Linked DNA regions of Ovis aries: region 1 is linked to region 2. A link is a contact called in public Hi-C data. All regions are on one chromosome and are shown on one strand. Each heading gives the region's core, a stretch centred on a gene start, on an enhancer-like site or on the middle of the called end of the contact. The rest is flanking DNA. Distances are from core to core; before and after follow the strand shown.

The links. Hi-C and Micro-C count contacts between places; a contact is called where the count stands out from the background.
Region 1: a contact with region 2 is called in a Hi-C map of omental adipose tissue, with 2.7 times the contacts expected there. The contact joins the promoter of EID1 here to the promoter of COPS2 in region 2. A contact is called at or near these places in 6 of 16 Hi-C or Micro-C datasets (hypothalamus, liver, mesenteric adipose tissue and 2 more).

The regions. Positions count from the first base shown.
Region 1 is chr7:59,480,702-59,483,507 of ARS-UI_Ramb_v3.0, forward strand. It overlaps EID1 (EP300 interacting inhibitor of differentiation 1), which reads right to left and starts at 1,545. Exons shown (of 1, transcript XM_004010632.5): 1 at 1-1,545. The coding sequence starts at 1,502. The coding sequence ends at 927. The region is part of intron 4 of SHC4 (SHC adaptor protein 4); the gene reads left to right.
Region 2 is chr7:59,208,542-59,211,264 of ARS-UI_Ramb_v3.0, forward strand. It overlaps COPS2 (COP9 signalosome subunit 2), which reads left to right and starts at 1,273. Exons shown (of 13, transcript XM_004010627.6): 1 at 1,273-1,338. The coding sequence starts at 1,285. GALK2 (galactokinase 2) reads right to left here and starts at 1,081. Exons shown (of 10, transcript XM_004010625.5): 1 at 836-1,081. The coding sequence starts at 855.

The sequences.
Region 1 (2,806 bases), core at 295-2,794, 270 kb after region 2:
GACAATGTTCATTTAACAGTTCTTACATTATGAAGTTCAACCAGAGTCTTTTGCCTGTAAAGTTAAATGAAAAAAAGAGAGCAAGTGAAACAGAAAATTCTCTAGTATATACAGATGTTTCAAGAGTTTGTGTTCTTTGTACCTTCATGTACATTTTACAGTCTAAATTTGAAACTTTATTAAGGACGTCTTAAGTTTTGACTTTAAAATATGTTCAAGGCAATGAATTTTCTTGAATTAAAGATTACAGTAGCTTTAAAAATGATCAAGATATATGTACAAACAAAATCTCAGTTGTTCTTGGAAACACATTTTAATAGCACACAAGACACATACTTCTTTTGGGTCTAGATTATCCTTTGAGATACTGAAGAATACTCGGTAGATTTATTTTACACTTAAAATTTAGCCTTAACCACAGCTCGGATAGATCACAAAATTGAATCTTTAAAGTTTTCTCAATATGCTTTCAGTCCAAATAACTCAAAGACATCTTATGTCCTAAAATGGATACATCAGTTACTTTTTCTCATATAATTATCATCAGTGGGCTCTGGTACTGGCAGTCTGTCTTGGTCATAATTTATTCTTGCAAAGCCATTCCTTACAGTGAAACATGAAAAGATTATCTTCCTCAATGCAAGGAAATTACTCTGAATAAACAACAAAGTCAAAGCCATAAGTGTCTCTGGACATTCTTGAAAACAGGTTTCAACAGTACTAAGATACTCTTCTTTAACAATTTTCTTTCTTTTTCATAACTGTGCAGTCACTACCTTATTCTACTCAGCAAAAAAAAAAAAATTTTTTTTGGGGGGGGAAGATTAAGTTTTTCATTGGCACAGAACTATTTGGAATGAACTCAAAAGACAGTGGAATGTTGGGTCTCTCCTCAAGCAGCTTCCTCCTCTCTTAACAGCATTTAACTACTCTCTGTCAATGATCTCATCACAGCCGAGTTCTTCGGTCAGACGATTGACAACCATAAGTGAAAAAAGCTCTTCGATAAAAGCCAATTGATCAAACGGGGTCTTCTCATAATGCATCTGAAACCCGCCATCCAGAGCTGCTTCTCTGGCTCTGGAGGTTCTCAGAAACATCTTGTTGGCTTCTTCAAGGGCCGCTGAAACTCTGTAGCCCGCACCACTGAGCGGCTCCTCTTCAGGATAGTCATAGTCGTCCTCCCAGACATCGAATTCCTCGCCCTCGTCCTCGCTCTCGAAATCAGGGCCCGCGATCTGGCCTGGCTGCTCCCCAGGGCTGGGCCGGCTAGCGAGGCCTCGGGGCCCCTGTGGCTCCGCCATTGGCTGGGTCGCCTCCTCCTCCATTGGGCCTTCCTCCTCCAGTTGTGGCGGGGCCCCGGCGCGGGAGGGGTTCGGGGATAGCTCCCGGCTCCCGCCGCCTACCTCCATATGCGGAAGGTCACTCTCACCAGGAATCACATCCATCTGCAGATCGTTGCTCTCCTCATAGAGCTCGGACAGCTCGTTCATTTCAGACATAGTGCAAGCAGCGCAACCTCCCCACAATTCGTTCGTTTTCCACAAGCTCGGATATACGCGGGCGTGCGGTTGTGCGCTTGCGCAAGCGCCGTGCGCTTGCGTGACCTCGTGCGTGTGCGCGACCCCCAAACACCGCCTCCTGCTCAGAGCGCGGCTCTGGTTATCGACAGGGGAGCCTGGCGTGCTGCGATTCATGGAGTCGCAAAGAGTAGGACACGACTGAGCGACTGAACTGAACTGAGTGCCCCCCATCGCCCTCTGGGGGACATTCCCAGTGCTCGGTGGTCTGCGCTCCGTGCGTTCGAATTTCAGACCTAGGGCTGTGCATTGCTTGGCACCTTACCTAACCGTTCTGCTGCTTATGAGGCTATAAACTTGAAAATACTCTATATGCCTTCTGTAAGACCCCTTACAGAAGGTGGGAAAGATTGAGGGCGAGAGGAGAAGGGGACGACAGAGGATGAGATGGTTGGATGGCATCACCGACTCAATGGACATGAGTTCGAGTAAACTCCGGGAGTTGATGATGGACAGGGAGGCCTGGCGTGCTGCAGTCCAGGGGTCGCAAAGAGTCGGACACCACTGAGCGACTGAACTGAACTGAAGACCCCTTAATCTTCCTCCCCTCTCGCCCCTCTCCTTTCTCGCTCTCCTCTTTCTGCCGCTCCTCTTACCTCCATCCCCAGGCAGTCGCTTCTGCTCCAAGGTTTTAACTAAGTTTATCTCTGCGCTGCTGCTGCTAAGTCGCTTCAGTCGTGTCCGACTCTGTGTGACCCCATGGACTGCAGACTACCAGGCTCCTCCGTCCATGGGATTTGCCAGGCAAGAGTACTGGAGTGCGTTGCCATTCCCTTCTCCTATCTCTTCGCTAATAACCGCTAAATCTGCACCTGAAAACCACAAGGTGTTCTTAGCCATACATCAGCATATTAAGAACTCATCCATCCCTCTCTTCTATTTTTCTCATTTAAAAAATGTTAAATCACAAATAAGCATATTATTGGTGTTCTTTAAAAAATATGCAGAGAAGAAATACATGGGCCCATTTTTGTCCCCCGCAGGAGGTGACTTTACACTTAATTTGCTGTGTGTTCTGTAAGTCTTTTCCCGTGCATTTATGTGAATCTTTTAAGTCTCATGGAAAAATCTTATATTTTTAACGTCTTACATAATTGCCTTCAACTTATAAAAAAGCAAAAACCCCCTAAATCTTGTAGATTTAGCGGTTAGTATACACAGACATGTTTTCATAGTATTCTGTTTGTGTAGCTATACTGTAGTTGACTTAACTATGCACAAAGAAT
Region 2 (2,723 bases), core at 23-2,522:
ACAACTAAAAAAATCCAGCTTGCAATTCCTCTTCTTGGAATTTTACCTAAGAAAAAAAATTAGTGACAAAAATACTCCCTCCAAAATAGTTTAAAATAATGTTATTACTGTATTATTCGAAATGTATAACAATAATAGCATGCTTAGGTCCTCTAGAGAAGGAAATGGCAACCCACTCCAGTATTTTTGCATGTAAAATCTCATGGATGGAGCCTCGTAGGCTCCATTGGGTCGCAAAGAGTCGGACACGACTGAGAGACTTCATTTCACTTAAGTAAATTACACTGCATTCAACCAAAGGCTTATTATGCCACTATTAAAATAATGCTTGTCAACAATATATTTAATACATTGTCCTATGCTGTTACATAACTAGATGCAAAAAAGCATCCGAAATTATGTCTGTGCTGTTAACTATATAAAATTTGTGAATTCAAGTGGACAAAACTGAAGTTTATACGGAAAATGCTGTTTGAAAAGCAGTATTTTCTCCCTTCATGTCAATTTCAATTTTTATTAATATTTCGAATTCTACTGATGATGCTGTGCAGCAATAATGATTTTTTTAAAAAAACAGTTGTTAACTGCTACCTTACTTTGGTCCCATAGGCAATAAAGTTTAATTTATAATTCGTTGAACAACTGAATAAAACTTCAAGTACCTCAATAGATTGATACTTAATTTAGGATATCCACAGAGTTGTTTTGCCTACTACAAATATAACAAACATTACGTGTAAACCGTGCTGCTGAAAGGTTTCCAAACATCACAGGACCACCCACCAAAATGTGTGGGTTAAATGCACATCCGTACTCATGGCAAAAGTAATACTACCTGTCACACAGGATAGGCATGTCAGACTTTTCTCCGCGAAAGCCTTCTAGTCCCAAACTGCCTCTTACTTTCACCAGGCTGAAATGGTTCCAGAGTCCCAGGCAGGGAGGAGACTGTTCCCTTGCCCAGGAGGCTGGAAATCTCACGTTATGAGAGAAAGGTTTCCAAGGCCCTTCAGCTGAAACCCGAAGCACTTGAAGATTCCCTAGTTGCTAGGTTTTGTTGCTAAGGCACCAACAGTCTCACAGGAAGAGGGGCACGGTGCAATCGCTTTTAGCGTCGTAGCGAATCCTCTCAAAACCGAGCTCATTTGTTCCGGGAGGAAACATTCAGCTCCTCTAAGAGTGTCGGGAAGGCGAGAAGCTGGGAGTGACGCCTCTGAGCCGCTGAGGATTGTGGGAGGAGGTTGTCTCCAATTTCTCCTCCCCCCTCCCCCCGTCCCAGCCAAGATGTCTGACATGGAGGATGATTTCATGTGCGATGATGAGGAGGACTACGACCTGGTGAGGCGCAGGGAACAGAACTCTGGGGCTGGAGGTGGTTTCTGGCTTTAGGAGCCGGGGCAGGGGCGGCCGCGGCCTCTCCCCGTAGAACATGTGCTCCTTCCAGCCTCTCCCGATGCAGTGACAGGACGAGTTTACCTCCTCCCCCTTCCCGCACCGGGCCCGCGCCCTGCTTCTCTAGCATGGGGGAAGGGAGGGTAAAGGAGGCGGTGAAGGGGGTCCCGAGCGTTGAGCTCCAAATCCAAGCGCTTCCTTGGTTTGCGAGGACACCCCTGGCCTCCGGCGTCAGGTTCTCATTGCCTCCTTTTTATCGCGCGAGCCGTTTTGGGGACCGTTCAGTGGTCTAGGCCCCGGCTCCTGCCCTTTCGGGCCCAGTCTTCCTGTTCCCTCTTCTTCATACTTGAAAGGGTGCGAAGTGCTGGGAGAGGGGTCCAAAAACTAGGGGGCCTTCCTCCTCCCAGACCTGACGCCACTTGTGAATCTAGAAACAGAGCTTAATTAGTCTTGTCCAGGCTCCGTTTTGTTATAAGGTAAAGGTGCAATAGAGAATTGAGAGCCAGGCTAGCTTTTGAAAAGTAGTTTAACTGCTTGTATAAAGAGAAAAGTTGGGGAGGAGGTTTTACTTTTTGTTTGTTTGGGCTTTGAGAGGTGGGGTGGTATGAGAGAACTGACTCAATGACTTTTTTCTTGACTTATAAATTTCCCAGTATTCAGAGTTTAAAATATCAACAGTGTAGAACAAAACGAATTGATGCAACCCAATGGTGATGTTTAAAGATTCAAGGTTTAATTTATGAACGGACTTACAAGTCTTTAAAAATTCACTAACATTTCAAGTTGATATTCAGAAACATTGTGTGGGAACTAAGAACGATTATCTGGGCCACGAATTAGCGTCAACTTGGCTTTGCTTTTTATTTGGGGGAGTTTTGTGCATGGTTCTTGTGTGTTATGGTGATGCTGCATTATCGTAAAGTTATGAAGTAGGTCCTCAGGGAAGTCTGGCTCATCTTATATTTTAAGTGCCAGAAAGTCTCAAGATAATTAATGTATCATTTTGAATTAGTGTAAATCTTCTTTGTATAGTCGTTTCTAATTAATCTTTCACTTTTAAAGGAAAGCATTTGCAAAAAGGAGAGGGGAATGTTTGTTATCACCTGAAAGTCAGTAGTGCTGATAATTCTTAAAGGTAGTTTTGCTAGTAGTAAGATTTCTGCCTTACATTTTAGTTTGTGCAGACCAAGTCAGTTTTAGGCAGTGCATTAAATCCTTCAAGAATGTTACTTGTAATATTTCGTGCGTTTTTATTTATTACATGTTTACGTATATTACAGGTATTTCTTAACTCTGGAAGTGTTTCTTTTAACTGTTTCACCTAGTTTCAG